Regions from separate parts of the Macaca mulatta genome. Here region 2 is linked to region 1. Evidence: chromatin contacts called from public Hi-C data. All regions are on one chromosome and are shown on one strand. Each heading gives the region's core, a stretch centred on a gene start, on an enhancer-like site or on the middle of the called end of the contact. The rest is flanking DNA. Distances are from core to core; before and after follow the strand shown.

Region 1 (6,593 bases), core at 1,536-4,035:
AACCAAATGTTACCCGGTGGAAGATGGAAAAGGGCTTAAAATATTGAAAAGAATCATTTGTAAGGTTGAAAGTCTTCTCCTAATCGGAGTCCCTCGCGTTCTCCTGCCTAATCCAGAGTGATAGAGACAGTGTGAGTGAAGACATAGAAGCCTCTTAGTGATGGATTATATTATCTTTGACCCCTTCTCCTGATTCCTATTGCTCCCCATAGAGGCCCTATCTTTTTATAGGTTCAAAGTTATCAAAAGAAAAAGCCCCTTGAAGTAAGTCACAACGAATGGTTTAGAGGAAGAACTTACCTATCAAAATATGCTTGGATCTCTCTGCGTTACCATTCAATAGAAATAGAATGTGAGCTGCCTATGTAATTTTTTTTCTAGTAGCGACATTTTCAAAGTAAAAAGAAACAGGTGAATTTATTTTAGTAATACATTTATTTAACCCAATGTTTAATGGATATGGGAATGTTATTAATAATATATTTTAATTGTTTCATACTAAACCCTTCCCACACAGGCCTAGCCACAATTCAAATGCTCAACAGCTGCAGGTACCACTAGACTAAGAAATGCTGAGCATGTGACAGATCCATTCCTATGGGTCATGGTTATTATCAGTCTTCGTTATTATTCTCAAACTTCAAAAGTACTTATTTTTGATAGTATAAAATTATATCATGAAACTAACTGATTGCACTGATAACATATTTCTATTAACTGTTTAAATATCACACCATTGCTTTCTTTAATGAATTACCCATAAATTGCCTTACATTTACACTTCTGCGTAAGCTTAATTGTTAGATTTCTTGATATCAAAGTTCTCATTTTCATCCTTGACCAAAGTATGGTCCTCTGACTCTCTGTCTAATCTTTGATTCACACTTCATCAACAGAGTAATATTTCTAAAAAACAACTTTTATCATTGCCCAACTACTTTAGGATAATAAAGAAAATATAAAGTTCTTCATGATTTGACCACTATCTTGTTTCATTTCCTTCCACTCTTTTTATTCTTCATTCTAAAATTTGCAGACTTCATAAGTTCCCTGAGTATGACATGTTGTTTTGGTCTTCAGACCCTAGAACATGCTATTTCTTCTGCCTGAAAGTTCTTATACCAGGCCTCAATTTTCAATCCAGTTCAGCTGAATAAATTTATTGACCTCACACTAATTCCTTGAGGGACTAGTGCTTTTTTATCTTTGTGTCACCAGCATCTAGCACAGGGTCTGACAGTAAAATACTATATATATGAGATATGTATTTGTCAATCTAGCCTAAATGTAATGAAACCTTTAGGTAGACTCAGTTGTAAATTATTGACAGGAAGAAATATTAAAAGCAAAAGATAGTCATTCCTTTTCTATTTTAGTGTTAAATTTAACCGAATTCTATTTTCATAGTTTTTAATGCCAACATTGAATGATGGTCAGTATTTTTATTCTGTTTCAATTCCAGTACATTTCATTTCCCTCAGTCACCCTCCCCATAGTACTACTGAAAGTGATACACCTGATGGGAAGAGTGTTATTATCTCAGGGACACAATTTATAAAGTTTTCATTAGATTAAAAAATAAGTATAAGAAGCAAAATGTCTCAAAAGTCCCTACTTCACATTCGGGTGAGTTTTGAGAAAATTATACTTAACCTATGCCACACATCCCAGGGAATAAACTGATAGGATTTTAATAAAATATCAAAACAAAGTATTCACCTTATTCACACAAATAGTTTAATAGTCATATAATAAACATAAGATTTTAATAAAATATCAAAACAAAGCATTCAGCTTATTCACACAAACATCTTAGTTTAATAGTCATATGAAACAAAGATATATAAACATTTGACAATAAGAATCGTTTTTCCCAGGACAGCACAATTATTTGCTACACAATTATAAACAGACATAAGAAGCTCTTTTAAGCGTTAGATACCAGAGTGAGGATATTTCTTAAGGCTTGTAAAAATTCTAGTTTTACAGCTTCCCTGGAGTTCCAACATCTCTTGAGAAGGAAACAACATAAGCTCTCATGTTCTCAACCGAGCTGTCCCCAACCAATAAAAATAGATCCTAGGAACATCCCTAAATCTGGTGACATCATCCATAAAAGACAGGAATGGGGTGTCAAAAATCCCCCTTTCTATTTTCTGTTGTCCTCTTGGGGTAAGGAAATGTAAAAAGTCAGTGGGGACTTATGAAGGACACAGTATAATGAAAGAGAAGAGTTTGATACAAGAAGCACCTCTCAATTAAATTCCATTTTTTTCACACTGGCCCTTGAACTTCTATTTTACCATTTCCTGTTTTTAATAAATCTCCCTATACTTTCACACCCATTGAATTCCATGCTTTTATTACTTAACAAGCATCCCAGCAAAGAAAGAATGAACATTTCTTTTAAACAAGTATTTTTACTTAAAGCAAAGTTCTGGTCACTCACCAATGGTGATGGAAAACTGACCAATTTCCTTCCTGTTTCTTGACTTTCCTAGCCCTGACCTGGGCTCATATAAAGGTGCAGGATTAGAAAAGAACAGTTTGTTCAAAGTTGTGAGCTCCTCTCTAAGTCATATCCAGGTTTTGGATGCCAAATCATGTTTACGAGGCACCTGAGCAAATACTTTGGCTGCCAGTAATCTTTTCTATTTCTAAAATTAAGCTTCAAAATATAGGGGTTTGCTTTTTAAGTAAATTATCCATTATGTAGAAAGAGTATGCTAGTGAAGGTTGTATATAAGATCTCAAAACATTGCACTTGCTTTATTCTTGTTTTGAAATTTCCTATTGAGTCACTTTGTTGCTCAATGCTGAAGGGCACTAAAGTATAATTAATGTAATAGTAAACAGACTATTTGGCCAGATAAATCAGCAAAACGTAACCCTCACTTTACAAATACATGTACAGGTTTATTTTAACTGTTTGGTTTGGGTTTTTCCACAGCTATTAATATCACTCAGCCGAGGTTCAGTGGCACGGATGCCTTTGGATACACCTCATTCCTGGCTTATTCACGGATCTCAGACATCAGCTTCCATTATGAATTCCACCTGAAGTTTCAGCTGGCAAACAATCACTCAGCACTGCAAAATAACTTGATATTTTTTACTGGACAGAAAGGCCATGGTAAGATTAATTGAACCCTCTAGGACTTGCCTTGCTCCCTTAAGAATACTTTAGAGATTCCTCAGGGAGATTCTAATTCGCTGTGGTTAAAAAAAAAAAAAAAAAAAAAAAAAAAAAAAAGGCATTTGCCTAGATGCAGCCTCCTCCTGTTTTCTGCCTTGAGCATGTTCCCTGTAGTCCCAAGTATTTAGCAGTTCCCTGACCCTTTCTGATGCTCTACTTTACATCAGCTACTGTATTAGTCAGTTTTCATGCTGCTATAAGAACTGCCAGAGACTGGGTAATTTACAAAGGAACGAGGTTTAATTGACTCACTGTTCAGCATGACTGGGGAGGCCTCAGGAAACTTATAATCGTGGTAGAAGGTGAAGAGGAAGCAGAGCACCTTCTTCACGAGGCAGCAGGAAGAAGTGCCTAGCAAAGGGGAGAATAGCTCCTTATAAAACCATCAGATCTCCTGAGAACGAACTCACTATCAGGAGAACGCATGAGGAAAACCACCCCCATAATTCAATTACCTCCACCTGGTCTCTCCCTTGACACCTGGGGATTATGGGGATTACAATTCAAGATGAGGTTTGCATGGGAACACAAAACCTAACCATATCAGCTACCTTTTATAATCAAAAGAAAAAATTCCTACAGGCAAACATGAGGACAGGGAAGGTGACCAAGTCACATGGAAAGTAAGTTTATTGATTTGTCCTTTCCTCTGTTTCTTTCTGTTTCCATATGTGAAGAGAGAAGGGAAATTCTCATTTTTCTGTGTGTTATAAAATGGAAACAGTTGTTGCCCTCAGAGAAAACCATTCTAAATTAAAGGAGCAAGAAGTAAGAAAGTACTCAGCCTGTAACAAAGTACTCCAGTGCCCTGGAATTGGTGGGAAATCAACTTATAACTTAAATTTGTCTCTCTTAAGTAGAAACTAGTTATGCATGTGTTAAGTCAAGGAAAATTACCTATGTTTTACTTTTAAGTCTGCAATCAATAGTTAAGCAATTAATCACCTAACTTATCTGAGTTCAGTGTTTTCATCTGTGAGATCAACATATTGTAACAGAAAAAGACCTCTCTCTCAGTTGTCAGTGCTTCTACTGTGCTAGGGTAAATAACATATTCTGTGTTTTTCAACTCAATCAGTGACTGTCTCTTAACACCAAACACTCTTTTCTGTATTAGCACATGTCTGAAAAGAGCCTACACCCCAAATGAAATGTGGTATTTCAGCCTCCCACCATGTCTGCTAGGATGGGTACTCTATCATATAAAGTGCAATTCATTCTACCTCCAAAATTTGTTTGAATCTCTTCCCCATCTCTATGCCGAAACCTTATGACCTCCTCCTGACTGGTCTCCCTACTGATTTCCTGCCTTCAATTAATTCTCCACATTGCAATAAGAGTTAGCCTCTTAAAAGGTTTATTAGATCATGTCTGAACCTTGTTTAAAACCCATCTGTGGCTTTTTACTGCACTTACAATGCAATCCAAACCTTCTTATCATATTCTCAAAGGGCCTTCAGGATCAGATCCCAGCCTGTATCTCCGAAGACAACCAGACCACTCTCACTATCTCTGTGCTCTTCTCCTAAGCTCTTTTTCCAGTGCCTTAACCACCAAGTGCTTTCCTGTCTCAGAGGTTTTGTGCATGCTTTTTCCTTGGCCTTGACAGGAAATAGCTATCACAGTGGTCAAGGGAGCAGCCTCTAGAGACTGGTGATGTAGACATGAATCAGTCTTCACCATGTGCAAATTATGTGTCAAGTTACTTAACGTATTTGTGCCTCTGTTTTCTAACCTATCAAATGAGTATAGTAAAAGTACATTTCCTTACAGCGTTGTGAGGAATAATGAACTTAATACATGGAAGTTCTTAAAATATCGTTGGACTCAGCCGGGCGTGGTGGCTCATGCCTGTAATCCCAGCACTTCGGGAGGCCAAGGCGGGTGGATCACCTGAAGTCAGGAGTTTGAGAACAGCCTGACCAACATGGAGAAGAGCCCAACTCTACTAAAAATACAAAATTAGCGGGGCATAGTGGTGCATGCCTGTAATCCTAGCTACTTGGGAGGCTGAGGCACGAGAATCGCTTGAACCCAGGAGGCGGAGGTTCCAGTGAGCCAAGATCGCACCATTGCACTCCAGCCTGGGCAACAAGAGCGAAACTCCATCTCAAAAAAAAAAAAAATATGTATCATTGTACTCAATAAACACGGTAGTGTGTCTTTTCTCAAAAGGGCATTCTGTAGCCACCTTCACCAAAGTAAATCTTATCCCATCCCGTCCAAGTTATTCTCTACCTCAGCTTCTTATTTACTTCCTTCATTGCCATTACTTTAATCTAGAATTTTTATTTATTTTTAAAATAGTTGTTTCTTGTCTGTTTTCACTATCAGAATGGGAGCTTTATACAGAAAGAGAGTAAGTCGCCCTGTTCGACTTTTTACACCCATGCTTAACCCAGTGCCTGACCATAATCACTATTTAATGAATGAAGAAAACAACCCCAATAAGAACAAATAATTGCATGAGATATAAGTCAGCAACAGAGCTTCACAAAGATTCCTAAAGAGTGGTCATTCTTAGGGATTTTCAGTTCAAATGCTATGTCCTCTATTAGTATTTCCCCAGTGGTTCCCCTCCCCCCAACTCTTCCATCAATTCCTCTTCATCTGAGCATGGACAGCCTGTTCTGCATTAGGATATGGAGCCTTTGTTACAGGCTTTGGCTAGCTGCAAAGTTCTAAATTTCTCTTCTCACTTACAGAAATAGTGAGTCATCACTGTATCACCTACAAAGCCTCTCTCCAATGGTTTTAATAAATATCTGTGAATGCGCCCACTATAGGGCAGGAAGGGAAATAAAGAATTCCTACTCCTAACCCTTTACTCTGCACACCGCTTATCATATATTTATCAATTAAATCCTTTTCATTTGGAAAAAAAAAAAAAAACGCCTGGCAAATGAAAACTTCAAATGAGTATTGCAGACCCTAGGTCTGTCTTGTTTCAAAACTGATATTCTAAATCCTGAAAGAGTCAAATAGGGAGAACCTAAGCAAAAGACAAACACCTGGACCATGATACCAAAATACTGCCACCAAAACCCTTCAGTACTCATCTACCAAATTCTCCTTCAAAATCTTTAACACACACATAAAAAATATAAAGCAATGTTTTAGCCACCTCATTTCTAAATTGTGGAATCTTACGTGTGACGTTTTCTAGTCTTCTCTAGTATTCTGCTTTGTATGCAAAGGAATTGATGCTAATTCTACACTTGCATTTATAGGTTTATAGCATGGTTAAATAAAGGCTAGGGAACAGATTGATAAACAGTGAAGTTCATTTTCTAAAAACTGAAAATGAGAGCTCTAAAACATACAGTTCCACATTGCACCACATGAGGGAGCAAGAACACCAGCTAAAAAAATACAAATCGCACTGAAACGCTTTCTC
Region 2 (6,593 bases), core at 1,077-3,576, 470 kb after region 1:
TGATAGGTACTGAACTCTTTTTCAACTTTTCCTTGTTGAATGAATAGTTTTAAAATGCTTTCAAATAATCAAGCATTCACTTCTAAATCTTTGCATAGGTCTCTAATAACTAAAATGGAACTGTATTCGTATTCTATGAAGCTGGCCTGGATAAGCCAGCTTATCCCTAAATGCCACCAGAATGCGTTAAGAAGTGGATTGTTCCCGGTCTCCGTGCAAGAACTCAACCTACCCAACACCTTGATTTCAGTCTTATGGTAACTTGAGCACAGAACTCAATCACGCCATTAGGACATCTCATCTACAGAAGCTGTGCTATCGGAAATTTGTGTTATTTTAAGCCCTTTTTATTGTAAGACTCTGGTTCCTGTTTCCTTGCTGGCTCTTGGCCAAGGGCACTTTCAGCTTCCAGAGGCCATCTGCATTATTTGCCGTGTGGTCCTCTCCATCTTCAAAGGCAGTGGTGGAAAAACTCTCCCTTGTCGAATTGCAGTCATAGTTTGAATCTCTCCAACTTCCCTGTTGCTGACCTCTAAACACGGATTAAAGGGTTCATGATTAGGTCAGACTCTCTTAGAATGTTTCTCAACCTTAACTGATTTGAGGCCATAACCGCATCACAAATCTTTTCACAGCAACACCTAGATTAATGTTTGATTGAATACCTAGGAGAAGGTATGTTTACACTAAGGTTGGAAATTTAGGGGGTCTTTTTAGAATTCTGCCAACCATGCTTCTCATCAGCTACAAGCATTTCCTAATTTAGCCCCCAGTCTCCAATCTCTGCCTAATACTCCCACAATTTACATTACAGAGTGGCTTCTTAATGAATCATTCCAAAGCACAGTTCTGATGAAGTTTGTTATCTTACTTAAGTCAATAACAACAAAACAACCAAAAGTTTGAGGGCATCCTATGGCATGTAAACAGGTCTTTGAAAATCAAGGTCTAAAGGACCCTGTTTCTGTTCCTTTCTTCACGCATCATTAAATTGAGTATTCACCTTGTTTTTCAGTGCATAGCAAGCTCAGTGCTTTGACTTCTGCCCTCTTTTCCTTATCTTCAACTTTACAGGAACAAGTCTCAGTTGTTTCAAGCTGCATTCCAATGCTAACTCTTCCAAAGAACTTTGCATTACCCTGTTCCCCTTTGAAAGCCTTTACTACCTTGTTTTAAAAATCTGTCCTTCTGACCAGATGTGGTGGCTCATGCCTGTAATCTCAGTGCTTTGGGAAGGCGAGGCAGGAGGATTGCTTCAGGCCAAGATTTCAAGACCAGCCTGGGCAACACAGAGAGACCCCACTTCTATTTTAAGAAAGCAAAAATAAAAATAAAAATAAAAAATAAAAAAAAGTAAAAGTCTGCATTTCTAGTGCAGTTAGTATCCTACTTTGGGTTAAGATACTAAATAAATGCTCCATTACTCCTACCAAATGCAGATTCCTATAGGCCAGATCTGCAATAAGATGTCTCTCTTCAACATCTAGTAGTGCCTTGTAGAGATGGTATGTTCCAAAATATCTGTTGAGCCATTAACTAAAACATCAAAATAGAAACCAGAATGCCATGCACACTAAGAGCTCATAGACCTGCATTGTGAATACTTAATTACATTTCCACATATATATATATATATATATATATATATATATATATAGAGAGAGAGAGAGAGAGAGAGAGAGAGAGAGAGAGAGAGAGAGAGAGAGAGTCTGACTCTGTCGCCCAGGCTGGAGTGCAGTAGTGTGATCTCGGCTCACTGCAAGCTCTGCCTCCTGAGTTCAAGCCATTCTCCTGCCTCAGCCTCCCCAGTAGCTGGGATTACAGGCATGCACTACAGCTTCCAGCTAATTTTTGTATTTTTAGTAGAGACGGGGTTTTGGCCATGTTGACCAGTCTGGTCTCAAACTCCTGTCCTCAGGTGATCTGCCCATCTCTGCCTCCCAATCCATACTTTTATATTAGTCTGATAGTCTGTTCTTTGTTTTGTGGCTGCTAGTTTTCAAGGTCATTGTTTCCTGAGCTGCTGTATTTACGTTAGACTATATTCTTCAGCTCTTGGCTAGTATTGAATGACTAGCTTATTTATGCTTTCTTTTGTTATAAATCAGTAGTTTTATTTGTTTTTTGTTACCTGGAGAAAGAAGTTTCTGCTCCAATTTTAAGAAAATTTTCAAGAGCTAGAAGCAGACTTGATCTTATATGTTATTTTCTTATTCACACAATTAACTTTTTTCTAATATTAGGAATATTTCCCTACAAGTCATTCCTGACTAAGGGACTCTGCTCTATGAGTCATATATGACTCAGCAAGCATTTCGGATTTTTAAATAAGTTACCGCTTATTTAAGCAGGCTACAGAAACATTAGTCATTGTGAGATTCAGCTTACACGTTTTCACTTAGTGACTAATTGAGAATAAGAATGGAACAGATATTTACGTGGTAGTTTTCCAAATTTTCAAAAGACTTTGGCATCAATTATCTTATTTCATTAAATGTGTCACTGTAAGATAAAGCAGTACGTTATCTTAGAGACCTCTCTAGCCTTTTAAACATACTCAAAAAAGCCATCTTGGAAAAAAATGAATGAATGAAAGAATGAATGAGTGAATGAACTGATGGAATAATGATGGATTAGAAAAGACACTGAAGCAGGAAAGACATAGACCTTGGAATTATATGTCTGAACAGTAAATTAGACCTTATAACTTATCTGAAGAGCACAAAGAAGACCTAAATAAATAGTAAACCATATCATTATGATAACCCTCCAAATTGTAAAAGTTTCAATTTCCCCCAAATATTTAGTTAATGCAAATTCAAAGTACTTTGGAGTTTTTTTCAAAAACGACTGGTTTTGAAATTAATCAGTACGGAAAAGTACCTAAAACTAAGAAAGTTTTGAAAAGAAATAATGAAGTAAGACTTGCCCCATGAACTGTTTTTCCCTTTCCTACTCACTACTCATTCTCATTTCCTCACTTCTGACACCAGAGTGTAGCATTTATTTTTGCCCACATATTGATGCTCCAGCAAACATCAACTGAGTGTCTCTGGTGGCACAGAGCTTCCAATCCCTTGAAATTTCCTAGATGATAGGAGTGCCTCTTGTTCTAATGAGGCAACTTTTGGTGGGCATCTGAATGGAGACTGGTAACCAGAAAGACTAAGCTATGATTTGAAGACTGGAACTTTCAGACTTCGCCAGAACATGCTACCCCTCTCAGCTTTTCCATGTGTTCAACAGTCCATAGCTCTGCAAATTCATTGTTCAGGGATTTTTATGAAGGCTTTTTTGAGAAAGCATGACAGATCCTTAACTCAATCTCTACCTTCTCTCCTCTTCCAAAAGGATGGTGGGGTGAGCTCGAAAGTTCCAGGCCGATAATTCAATTCAGTTCTGGTAATACCTACCTAGAGTTAGAGTCACATCGCATGGGTTAAGGGCTCATTCTCACAGGTTTGCCCCACTTCAGAGGCCAACTGCAATCTGGGAACTTCTGACCGGCTGGCTATGAATTGGGATTCACATGACTCCCTCCTTAGGTTAAATCATTTAATCGTTTACTAGAGTGGCTCAAAGAACTCAGGAAAGCACTTTACTTTTGTTTTCCAGTTTATTATAAAGGATATTATAAAAGATATAGATGAACAGTCAGATGCATAAGGCGAGATATGGGGAAGGGGTACAGAACTTCCACGTCCTCTCTGGGGCTCAGCATCTCCATGTGTTCTGCAGTCCAGTTGCTCTCCAAACCCATTGTTCGGGGATTTTTGTGGAAGCTTTTTCAAGAAGATATGATCAATTATTAACTCAATCTCCAGCTCTTCTCCTCTTCCAGGAGGATGGTGGGGTGGGCTCAAAAGTTCGGGGCTTCAAATCATGGCTTAGTCTTTCTGGTTACCAACCTTCATGCAGATGCCCACGAAGAGTTGCCTCATTAAAACAAGAGACACTCCTATCACCCAGGAAATTTCAAGGGATTGGGAGCTCTGTGCCAAAGACTTTATTAGAACAAAATATTCACCTAGCACCCCTATTGCTCAGGAAATTAGAAGAGTTTTGGGAGTTATTTGCCAGGAACTGGGGACAGAGACCAAATAGATATTTCCTATGTCACAATATCACAAAAGTATACTTAAAATTTGTGGTAAATAAAACAGTGCAGAATTAGTGTAAGATTCAACAAATGCATCAACAGAATGGAATATGGAATCCAGAAACAGACCATTTAGTTTTGGAAATTTAGTTTATAAAAAGGATGGTCTTTCAATAAGCGGGGTTAAATTTTTAAGTAAAAGATATTGGACCAAAGAGTGTTCGTTGGCTCATTCTTTGCTGCTTCTGTAGTTATGGAGCCCATGATTTCTAGATGGACAAATGGCTGCCCACAGTAGACAATACTTCCCAATCTTTCTTGGAGTAGGGTGGCCATGTGATTAATTCTAGACCAGTGGGATGTAAGCAGAAGGTTGTAATCTTAAAGTGAGGGGCATGACCACCTAGACAGGGATTTCCTGCTGCCTGAAGTGAGAACATGATATCAGCTACCTACAACTATCTTGGCTCATGTGGAAAATGCAATGGTTGTGATTGGTGGAGTAACAAGATATATAAAAAAGGTATCTCTGGCACTTTTAATAATCACCTAAGACAGGCCTCATAATGAAGATACCATATCTTTGGAATACACTACAAAACTTGAATTGCCTGTCTTTAAATTTTATTTTTGGAGGAAAATAAAATTCTAGTTAGTTTAAGCTACTATTATTTTAGATTTTCTGTTATTCTCAAATGAACTCAATCTTAGCTGACACAGATGTGAGGTTATTGAATATGCATTTAAAATGTAAAATTTACAGAAAAGTAAAAGAGAAGAAATAGAAAAGAAACCACCTTATTAAAATCTGTTAAACAGGAAACAAAGAATTCCCCAACCCAAAACATATATTTCTGAGTCTGGGTTTCATCCTTCTATTGCTCATGTTATAATTTTTGAAAGGAATATCTATTTTTGTGGGCTAATGGTGTCAATTCCAAAAGTGTATTTGTAAATCTCTTATTTAGGTCATAGAATGTATTTTCCTTTAGAAATTAAGTGATTAAGGATGATTGGGTTTCCTGTGAACCAATGCTACAGAGGACAACGGTAGATTTTAATGAACACATAATACTATAAACCAAAATACTGATAGTGGTATGCATTTCTAACACAATCACATTATCACATTGTAAGTCTATAGTATTATGTGTGCTTATAGTATCTTGACTATAAAGGCTATTTATTCCTTAGCCAAATATTATTCTATGATTTTTTTTTTTTCTGTACTACAACTTTTCATTTTCCTTTGGGCTAATAACGGTTGTTTTTTTTTTTTTTCTATTTGCTTGTCTTTCTATATACTAATAATCAATTTGGCTGTAAACTCTCAGCCAGTTGTCTAAATCTCCTCTTCATACATTCAGACCCACCAGGCATTCTTACAATGTCCATCATTCTGAAGAATCTCTCCCAGGCCTGCAGAACTGCTTTCATCTGGAATGGTTTCCCTGTGGGCCCTGTGTACAGCCATCATCATGGGAACTCTTTTCACTTCTTCTGTAAGTAGGATCTGTTGTTTCTTGAACTGCATGATTTCTTCTTTTTTATTTGACTTTCTTTGTAGCGGAGCACATCTTCTAGTAACCTTCTAAAAGACTTCATAATCACAATACTGTGTCTTCAGTATATCTTGGTATATCCTCACATCTGCTTGATAGTTTGACTGGATAGATAGTTTTGAATTTGAAATTACTTTTCCTCAGAATTTCAAAAGTAACTTACATTTTCTTCTAAATTACAGCTTTGCTCCTGAGAAGTCCAAGCCACGCTTATTTCTAGCCCTTTATCACTGTATTCATTTTCTACTACTGTGTAATGAGTTACTACTAATTTGGGGACAACATCTATTTATTATCTCATAGTTCTATAACTTGGAAGTCAGAGTGAGTTTTCTTGTTTTAGGGTCTCACAAGGCCAAAACCAACGTTTTGATTTTGGGCTGGGCTCTCATATGGAGGTTAAGGGGAAGAATGTACTTCCAAGCTCTTTCAGATTTTTGATCAAATATGGCTTCCATCTGTAGGACTCAGGTCCCCGTTTCCTTGCTGGTGGTTCTCTGGGGGCAGCCCTCAGCTTCTAGAGGCCATTCTCATTGTTTGTCATGTGGCCTCCTCCGTCTTCAAGCCTGCAATGGTGCACTGAATCCTAATGGTTTCCTGCCTCTCTGAATTTCCCTTCTGTCAGTCAGAGAAAACTGCTTTTAAAAGCCTTATAGGATATGATTAGGCCCACCCAGATAATCTTTGTATTTTAAAATCAGTGATTTGGGATTTTAGTTGCATTAGCAAAATCCCTCCACAGCAGTACCTGGAGTAGTTTGATTGAATAACCAAAGGAAGGAAATCTTGGGGGATCTCTCTTTAGAATTCTGCCTACCATCATATTTTGCAAAAAGCATTCCCTTTCCTGGGAAGTTCTGATACTCTTCCTTGCTGCTTGAGTAGGAATGTTCCCCATACCCTACTCATTGTCATCAGCCAGAGCCTAGGTT

Evidence for each region. Hi-C and Micro-C count contacts between places; a contact is called where the count stands out from the background.
Region 2: a Hi-C map of fibroblasts shows a contact between it and region 1, with 2.0 times the contacts expected there. The contact joins two enhancer-like sites. A contact is called at or near these places in 2 of 14 Hi-C or Micro-C datasets (fibroblasts and liver).

What each region holds. Positions count from the first base shown.
Region 1 is chr4:121,665,681-121,672,273 of T2T-MMU8v2.0, forward strand. EYS (EGF-like photoreceptor maintenance factor) reads left to right here. Exons shown (of 40, transcript XM_078001264.1): 34 at 2,951-3,133. Among named protein-coding and RNA genes, the nearest start is that of PHF3, 190 kb to the right of the region's middle. Within about 2 kb of position 2,786, at least 1 of the 40 cell types and tissues checked has an H3K27ac peak or open chromatin away from gene starts, as enhancers often do.
Region 2 is chr4:122,135,910-122,142,502 of T2T-MMU8v2.0, forward strand. No RefSeq gene overlaps it. Among named protein-coding and RNA genes, the nearest start is that of LGSN, 20 kb to the right of the region's middle. Within about 2 kb of position 2,327, at least 3 of the 40 cell types and tissues checked have an H3K27ac peak or open chromatin away from gene starts, as enhancers often do.